Regions from separate parts of the Mus musculus genome. Here all the other regions are linked to region 1. A link is a contact called in public Hi-C and Micro-C data. All regions are on one chromosome and are shown on one strand. The core of a region is the stretch at or near the end of the contact, and the rest is flanking DNA. Distances in the headings are between cores, read along the strand shown. Region 1 holds the start of Lhx2 (LIM homeobox protein 2). Region 2 holds the start of Bmi1 (Bmi1 polycomb ring finger oncogene). Region 3 holds the start of Nr4a2 (nuclear receptor subfamily 4, group A, member 2).

Evidence for each region. Hi-C and Micro-C count contacts between places; a contact is called where the count stands out from the background.
Region 2: a Hi-C map of stem cell-derived epiblast-like cells shows a contact between it and region 1, with 12 times the contacts expected there. The contact joins the promoter of Bmi1 here to the promoter of Lhx2 in region 1. A contact is called at or near these places in 1 of 39 promoter capture datasets (cranial neural crest), 1 of 484 Hi-C or Micro-C datasets (stem cell-derived epiblast-like cells) and 1 of 115 datasets of contacts at active chromatin or transcription factors (embryonic stem cells).
Region 3: a Micro-C map of embryonic stem cells shows a contact between it and region 1, with 16 times the contacts expected there. The contact joins the promoter of Nr4a2 here to the promoter of Lhx2 in region 1. A contact is called at or near these places in 3 of 39 promoter capture datasets (cranial neural crest, frontonasal cranial neural crest and maxillary cranial neural crest) and 4 of 484 Hi-C or Micro-C datasets (all in embryonic stem cells).

What each region holds. Positions count from the first base shown.
Region 1 is chr2:38,349,887-38,352,666 of GRCm38.p6, reverse strand. Lhx2 (LIM homeobox protein 2) reads right to left here and starts at 1,359. Exons shown (of 5, transcript NM_010710.4): 1 at 774-1,359. The coding sequence starts at 893. It overlaps Gm27197 (a long non-coding RNA gene), which reads left to right and starts at 1,927. Exons shown (of 2, transcript XR_374289.3): 1 at 1,927-2,780.
Region 2 is chr2:18,675,680-18,678,459 of GRCm38.p6, reverse strand. Bmi1 (Bmi1 polycomb ring finger oncogene) reads right to left here and starts at 1,442. Exons shown (of 10, transcript NM_007552.4): 1 at 991-1,442. Commd3 (COMM domain containing 3) reads right to left here. Exons shown (of 8, transcript NM_147778.4): 8 at 2,229-2,593. The coding sequence ends at 2,534.
Region 3 is chr2:57,113,603-57,116,382 of GRCm38.p6, reverse strand. It overlaps Nr4a2 (nuclear receptor subfamily 4, group A, member 2), which reads left to right and starts at 1,345. Exons shown (of 8, transcript NM_013613.2): 1 at 1,345-1,665.

The sequences.
Region 1 (2,780 bases), core at 110-2,609:
GGTTTATCCGGAAAGAAAGGCTTAGGGGAAACCCGGAGGTCACGGAGCTGTGGCTCTAGAAGGGAGAAACTCGGGCCAGGCTTCCCACCTCCTCGGTCTCTAAAGGTCACTGCAGCCGCTGCTTAGGCAGCGTCTGCTAGTCTGGCCCCGGGGGAGGCTATTTGGGGCCGGGACAGCAGAGCCAGGTACAGAGAACCTAATGGAGTCTCCTTCCGCAGAAGCCAGGCCGGTGACTGAACTCCGAACCATTGCCTGGCCAAATCTAGCCAGTTAGGAACACGGGTCACGATCAACGGAAAGTGCTGGCCCAGATGTCGCAGGGCCCTGAAACTGAGCTAAGGAGAGAATCCCAGACTGCCAGAAGACTGAAAGCGATTCAAACCAGCTAGGGCTTCCACCGGTTCTCCCTTTTCCCGAGGCGTCGGCGCCAGCACCAGGAGCAAAGTAGTGGAGAGTCAGGTCTGTGGACCGGAGCGCCTCCGGGAGCGGAGAGAAGAGAGTGGCCTCCACTTCCACTCCCCTTCCACTTCTAGAACAACGTTCTCCTCCACCCTCGCAGTCCAGATCTGGGTTTCAACCTTGACTCCCTCCTCCTCTCTAGCAGCTGAGTTTCCCCTGAGTCTGGTGCCCCGGGCCTTGCACCCTGTCCGAGGATTCCCCAGCCTTGGTCCCGTGCGTCTCGGAGGACTCTACCTAAAGTTCGGGGAACAGAGGCGCTGGCTGGCCCCGCCAGGTCCCAGCTCTCAGCCCCAACTCCACAGCCGCGCGCCTACCGTCTCCGTGTCGCCGCGGTCGATGGCGGAGCTGATGGCCGGAGCCTCGCTCTTGGCCCTGCGGTCCATCTCGTCGATGACCCCGTGCACCTCGGGGCCCGACAGACTGTGGAACAGCATCGCGGCGGGACCGGGGATGCGGCTGCCCCGAGGAAGGGCTTGCCCCCCGCCTCAGCTGCCTGGCGCTCCCGGCGTTAACCGGCCCAGTGCATCGCCACCGCGGCCCCGGCCCCGCCCGAGCTCGGCTGCGCCCCCAGGCTGGGCTCCGGGCCGCGGGCGCCTGCGGGCCAGGACGCCTCCCGCCGAGGCGTGGGGGCAGCTACATCGCGGGGCGCCTGGACGGCGGCGCCGAAGCCAGGGTCACAAGGGCAGGGGGTGAGGTGGGGGCGGGAGACCAGGGCAGAGGTCGGCGCCCGCTGTGGGCGCTTTCACGCCGCAGGCATCGCTAGCTGGGTTCTGGCGCCCAGGGCGCAAATCAGGGGCGCAAACTCTGCCCCAGGCGGCGGTGGCTGCAGTCGGGGTTCACCCAGGAACAGCTAGGTGCCCGCGGCGGCCCAGATGCCTGCACGTCTCTTCCCCCCGGGGTGTGTTCCCAACCAAAGGCGAACTGGAGTAGGGGGTCTCCGCGAAGCCTGCGAGCTGAGCCGAGCCACTGGGAGAATTGAAGAGGAGGAGGAGGAAGAGGAGGAGGAGGCGGCGGCGGAGGAGGTGGAGGAGGAGGAAAAAGGAGGAGGAGCAGAGTGGGAGGAGGAGCCGACGGCCGCGGGCCCAGCCGCGCGCAACGCTACCCAAGCGCGCGCCGAGCTCAGCCTCGGCTCTGCAGTCCGCGCCAGCGCAAGCCTCCGCGCCTTTTCTACAGCCGCGCCTGACATCACGTCCTGCCGCCGTGCCATTGGCCGCCCGCCGCCCCAGGCCTTGGCAGCGCGTGCTCCGGGAAGGCGGGAGACCCAAAGGGAGGGGAAAGGCTAGAGGAGGAGAGGAGCGGAGAGAGGAGGTGGTGGGAGCTGGTGGGCGAGGCTGGAGGAGGAGGCGCAAGGGAGGGAGAAGGGAGAGCGCGGGGTTTGGAGTTTTCTAGGCTGCGAACAGTTTCCTGTGTTTCTTCAGGAAGAAAAATTAAACCTTTCCTGGAGTCTCTGTCCTAAAAAAGCGCTGCCAAAGGATGCTTGAGGAAGTCTCCATTCTCCCCCTTGGCCTCTGGAACCTGGGGTTGAGGAGGGGCAGAGAAGACAGACCAGGAGTACTGTTTCAAGAGCCTTCGGCTGCTTCCCGCCCATCTGGGCTTCGGTCTGGGGCGCTACTCTCTGCGCTGCGTTTAGCAGCGCAGCCCTCCCGGGGACCAGGCGCAAGTGCCACCAGAGCAATGACTCCCAAGGGTAGCGGGCCGGCCAGCATATCCTCTCTTCAAGTGAGCTAGGGACTATACTGCCAGGCGTGTAGCTCCTGGATTTCTCCAAAGCTCTGCAGTCTGGAGGCATGTCTTTAGGAACTCAGAAAAAGAAACAAGGAGTCCATAGCTCTCTCCCATGTACGTGCAGTGTGATCCGGAGACAGTGACTCAACCTCCTTTACAATGTTTGACTTTCTCAAAGGGAAACAAGAAGGCCCCCTCCTTTTAGGTGTTTGGGTGTGATGAAAGAAATGAGTGGAAAATATATAGAGCATAGTAGGCACTCAGCGAATTTCTTAATCGCTCCCTCTTTTTCTTTTCCTATTTGGATCTTCTCACTCCGGGATATACTTGGCAGTTCTTAAAGACCAGAGGCCTATTCTCTTCCTTCCTATGGGGTACTCCATCCCACTAGCTCTCCCACTCTGGACCCACCCTGCCACCTGGTTGCACAAGAACTAACAATAACATGGCCTGCCCAGCAAATCCCAACTGCCAGCCCTGAGTCTCGTGGCTGAACCCGGGGCAATGGCTAGGTGTCTGGTGGAACAGGAAGGGATTCGGGAAGAAGAAAAAAAGAAAAGAAAATGTGATTTGGGGTGAAAAAGAAAAAGGGCAAG
Region 2 (2,780 bases), core at 193-2,692, about 20 Mb after region 1:
ACGCGTTAGTGCTCCTTCTCCGAAGCATCCATCCCCTTACTTCATGACCTATTCTGACATTTAGCAAAATCTATAAAATGCAATGGACCTAAGTCTCAGCTCATCCCACAGCAAAGGGGAAAGTTGTAGTGTCTTCGAGAGAAAAGAAGAAAAAAGGAGGGGTGAGAGTGGAGAGAGAAAGGGCGCTCAGCAAGGCTAACGTACAGTCACCGGCTTCACTCCAAAACAAAGCTCAAATTTTAAATGCCCACCTCCTTGAGAGCTCGCCCCAAGTACGTATGGAACCCCTGTCCTCGACTCCCAACAAATACCACCTTGAAAACTTTACCCTTTCCAACACAAATGCACAAGACCTTGGAAACAACTGGGAACCGCCATCTTACCAGCCATCCAATTTCACACAAGTGTCCCTCCAACTTAAGTTAATAACATTTTTGTCGGGGCTCCCCCCAGCCTAACACCCACCTCGTCGGGATCGCTGTTCCCCACAGTACCCATCCCTATAAAATGGGGGCGTTCCCTGGAGGTTCAAAGACCTCCAGAGCCCTTTCTTCGGGAGAGGAGGGAAGCCACTGGACCCAGGCAGCGCCCGATCTCGGGATCCCGTCCCCGTTTCAGCAAAGTCTACCTCTCAACAAAGGGCGCAGCGGCCGCGGGAGCCGCGCAGGCTGGAGACACAAGTGCCGCTCTCGGGGACCATGTGCGGCGCGAGGGTGCCGAGGGGCGCTCGGGGGAGCGGGGAACTAAAACGTGGGGCGGCGCGGCGCGGCCGGGCGCGGGCGGCGGCCGGAGCGGCTGGAGCGCGGTCAGGCGGCGCTGGTGCGGGCTGCGGGGCGTCCGGCGCCGCGGGAGGCGGCGGGCGCGCGGGCGCGGGCGCGGGGCGCGGGCCGGTTGCCCACGCTGTCAGCGCCTCCGCCCCCCCCCCTCCACGCCGCCCCGACCCCCACCAGTCCCCGGCCACGGCCCGTCGGCGCCTCGCCTCCTACGTACCCGGAAAGAGCGGCCGGCGCGAGGCGATCTGAGCGGGCGGAAAAGACAATGAAAGTTAAAAGTCGTTCAGCATAAAATGAATGCGAGCCAAGCGGCCATCTTGGAGCGAGCCGCCGCCGCCGCTGTCAATGGGCACCGAGCGCGGCCGAGAGCAGCCACGGCCGCCGCGCTCCGCTCATGCCGCTCCCCCGCCGGCCTCCTGCTCGCGCGCTGCGGCCTCCTCCTCCCGCGCGGCCTCCTCCGCCTCCGCGCGGCCTCCGCCGCCGCCTCCTCGGGGCCTCTCCTCCTCCTCGGCGCAGCCGCCGCCTCCCGGCCGCGCTCGGGGGAGGGCGCGCAGAGGGGCCGAGCCGTATTATTCTGCGGGGCCGGGAGGTGTTGCTAAGCCTGCGCGGGGCTCCCTCGCCAACCTCCCCATTGTCTCTCCCGATCTCTGCCTTTAATACTACGATTATGATTTCAGACTCGCGTGGGGGAGGCGGGCTGGCGGGCGGGCGGGGGGCGCCGAGTGTGCTTGCGGGCCGGGTGGCGGGGGAGGGGAGGGAGGACCAGGAGGGGGAGGGGAGGGTGGAAAAAAATGCACGGCTGAAGGCAGAGTGGAAACTGACACCGGCTCCAAAATGGCTCGGAGTCCGCCCGCCCCCTCCCCCGCCCCCCGCCGGGTCACGTGCTCCCCTCATTCCTTAAGGGCGGCCTGGGAATTAGTGTCGGTGTAGTCGGGCCCGTGGCCGCCCCCTCCCCTCGCAGCGCGCCGCGAGCCGCGCGCCCAGCCCCCTCCCCTCCCCGCGCAGCGCGCCGGGGCCGCGACGGAGGCATTTCTCCACAGCGCCACACGCCGCTCTCCCGGCGCGGCCCGCTCGGCCCCGCACGCCGCCCCGCCCCCCACCATGTCTCCTGCTTCTGGCGCACACGTCCGCGGGGCCCGCCGCCGGGGGCGCCCGGCCGCTGCCCCGGCTCGGCCCTGCCGAACCTGCGCCGGATCGGGCCCGCGGAAACAACAGCGGCCGCCCCGCCCGCTGGCGGCCGGGAAGAGGCGCGCGCGGGCAGCGGCCGGGCTGGCTCCGCTCGCGGGGTCGGGCGGGCCGGGCGCAGGTAACGGGCGGGCCGGGCAGCGAGCACGGCCCGGCCGCACACCTTTCCCGAAACACTTAACCTGGGGCAAGGCAGGCGTCCGAGCCCACGCAGGGCAGATGTGCTTGGCACACTCAGTCGTCAAAGTCACACACAAACTCCAAACAGAATGCCGCCCTTCTTGTGGGAATACCACCGTATTTATTCAGGGTACGATACTTTAATAGGGCTTGAAGACGCTCAAGATAGAAGGAACGCAAGAGTAATACTGAAAATCCAGATGCTTAAGAGTCTCCCTCTTAACCATTTCACATGTGTAAAAAAAGTGTCAAAATTGATGGTTGGCATCACTTCAAAAGGGTGCTAGCTCTTTTTCCACTGAAAATGACATCCAGCTCGCGCGAACGATGGTCCAGCAGGAGACAAGGCGCGTCTGGTTTTCCTCTAGGCTCCTGGGGTCATCAGCCTCCCCAAATTACAACTGAGTTGCTCTTTCCAGGCTTTTTGAAGCATCCTTAAGTTTCCCCACCAAGTCCTAAAAGATGTACAATCATGTCACAACTTGGGCATACAAGTGAGGAAGCAGCAACTCTGAAGCAGCTGCAAGAACACAGTCGGAAGGAAGAACACCTAAGGAGTCCACGGGAGCTCAACAGCTCGCAAAGCCCTTTGGAAAAGAAGCGCTTCTTCTGCTGGATCTGGTCCTCCAATCAGGTATTCAA
Region 3 (2,780 bases), core at 96-2,595, about 19 Mb before region 1:
GGGTGTTAGGATCACCGAGAGGGGGCCGAGGTGTATATTGCACACACACACACACACACACACACACACACACGCACGCGCACACACACACACACACACACACACACACACACACACACACACACACACCGCTCGCCCGGGTAGCTTGGGAGCGAGCCAACGCTCGGGAGAAGGGGAGGAGGAGCGCTGTCCTGGGAGAAGAAGGGGACCCTACAAAGTCGCTCTCCCTTGGCCTCAGTCCCTTCCTGGTCTTGAGAGAAACCCGAAGAGGCCTGTCTGGCCAGCTTCACGGGGGTACTGGGAGTAGGGTTAGCCCTCTGGAGGATCTGCGATTCCTTTGCTAGAAAGATCCACGCGCTTGGGAGGAGGGGGAGCGGATTGTCTTGCAGAGCGGAGCTGGAGGCGATTGAGAGGAACGCGGGGGTAGGGCACGCTCCCACAGTTCACCCGGACCCTGGGCTGGGGCAATGGGCACATACTCTCCGTTTTGGGCGAGACCCACCCCGCCTCGAGCTCCACTCCCCTTGCTGCTTCTCCCTCCATGCTTTCTTCTTGGTTGCAGGCACGACAGCCCCTGCGTTTCAGAAACCTGTGAAAGGGACTGAAGGGCTTGGTGGGCACAGCGAAATGTCAACTCTGTCAAGAGTTGACCGAGGGGCTTGGGGGCGATGGTTCAGATCACCTCTGGGCTGGAGGCGCACCTGTTGCCGGATCCTTTAATGTATTGTCTGCGAGAGAAAGCTGGCAACAGTTCACTCCTACTTGTGGGGTCCTCTAAGACTTGGCTCACTGTCTACCCTCCTTCCTCCCACATTGCTTTAGATAGTACGTCTTTTTAGTTTCTGTAAAGAAGGGGAAAGGGCCTGACCTCTCATCCTTCGAAGCGGGAGGAAGAGTGGGTTTTTAAAAAGGGAGAAGGGGGATGCACGGACTAGGGGAATCCCATCTAACGCCCAAGTCTTTGGAGAGTTACGAGCCACGGGACAACTGTCTCCACTTCTGCTAAAGGGTGTGAGGAGGGTATGTTGGGGAGCTGCAAGGCACACCTCTGCCCTCTCGGCCCAGGTGCTAGCTACCTGGCCCACGCGAGTGTTCTTTTCCGTTCAAGCTTTTGTTGCACCCTCCCCACGTGTGAGGACGCAAGGTCTGGGGCGGGGGAGGGGCAGGTGGAGCGTAGCATCACCACGGACTTCACGGACCTGGGTTGCAGAAGTCACACTTCTTTCGGAAAAAAAAAAAATCCACCCAAGTGGGCTACCAAGGTGAACCGTTCCCACCTTAAAATCAGCCCCAGTCGTGACGTCAGGTCGGAAATATACCAAAGCGAGCGCGGGCCAGGAGTCCGGGGAGCGCGGCGGCTCGGCGATTGGACCGCGGGCCGCTGACGCGGGCTGACGCGCGCAGACTTTAGGTGCATGTTGGCAGCAGCAGCTCGAGCCACATAAACAAAGGCACATTGGCGGCCAGGGCCAGTCCGCCCCGCGGCTCCGCACAGCTCCGCGTCCCTCTCTCCGGCCCCGCTGGCTGCCTCCCTCTCCTGCGGCCGGGCTGGCTGCGTGTGGCTCTCCGCGCCCCGCTTCCGCAGCGCTCCCGCGGACCCGGGCTCCTCTGCTCCCGGAGGGAACTGCACTTCGGCGGAGTTGAATGAATGAAGAGAGCGGACAAGTGAGTAGCTGCGGCGGGGCCGCCCGCGGTCACGCGTCCTCCCGGTCTCCGCGTACCAGGGAACGGGTTCTCTGCAAGTGGTCGCCCGAGCCGCGGAGCGCGAAGGGGCTGGGGAAGGGGGATGGCGAGTGGGCGCGCGCAGCTCCGCCGAGCCTCTGCTGGAACTCCGGTGCTAGCGTAAAGGGGGGGGAGTTGGCTGCCGGCAGAGGTTTCCAGGCTTCTCATTGGTGGATGTGGCAAGGGGACTCCCACAGTTTTAGGAGAAGCGGACTTGCCGGTGGAGATGTGCGCAAAGTTTGCTCTTGGTGTGAAATTGATTGTGGCTTGAGGAGGCTCCATCTCGCGAACATGTGGGAAACAGTCCGGGAGAGAAAGTTTACGTGTTGCTTGGGAACAGTGTCGCTCGGCTCGCCCGCTGGTGGAGGTTTCCCGGATATCGTCGAGTAAGGGTAGTGTCGGTAGAGGGTCCTGTAGCGAAGTTGCCTGAAATGACTGGTTTTGATATATGTTGTCCTTGGATAGTGTGTCAGTGTGTGCGTGAGGTAAAGAATACGGTTATGAAACTGTGACATAGCCACGGGTTAATATCCAGAACAGACATATTTTCAAGGGCGGCGGCGGATGGGGGTGGGGAGATAAAGCAAAAGTCCTCTGGTTTGTCTTGTTAACCTTCTCCGCTCCTTGAAGCAAAGCAAGATTGTGGAAGAAGTGGGGGGGGGGGCGGAGAGGGGAGGGAGCAAAGGAGAGGGTGTTCAGGTTTCTTTACTTTATCAACAAGATCGTCTATGCTCTAGAATGCCTTGCAAGTGGGAACATCTGAAAAAAAAAATAGCTAGGACACAAGAATGCCTTGTCCCAGCAAGTAGGCAGCCTGTGGAAAGCATTGTGGAGAAGGTGTCCAGTTTGCTGTGCTGAGAAGTGCTTCTAACTTTGGTGCCAATATCATATGCGTAATATTTCTTTCCCTCTGCAGTTGACCCAAGATACTCCTGGTAAAGTAGAGATCTCTCTCATCACCTCTGGGCCATTAAAGATGTTGAAAATCCAGTTCTCTGGAGGAACACCAATTCGCTTGTCCCTTAAGATCCTGTGTTGAACCAAAAGCAATTACTAAA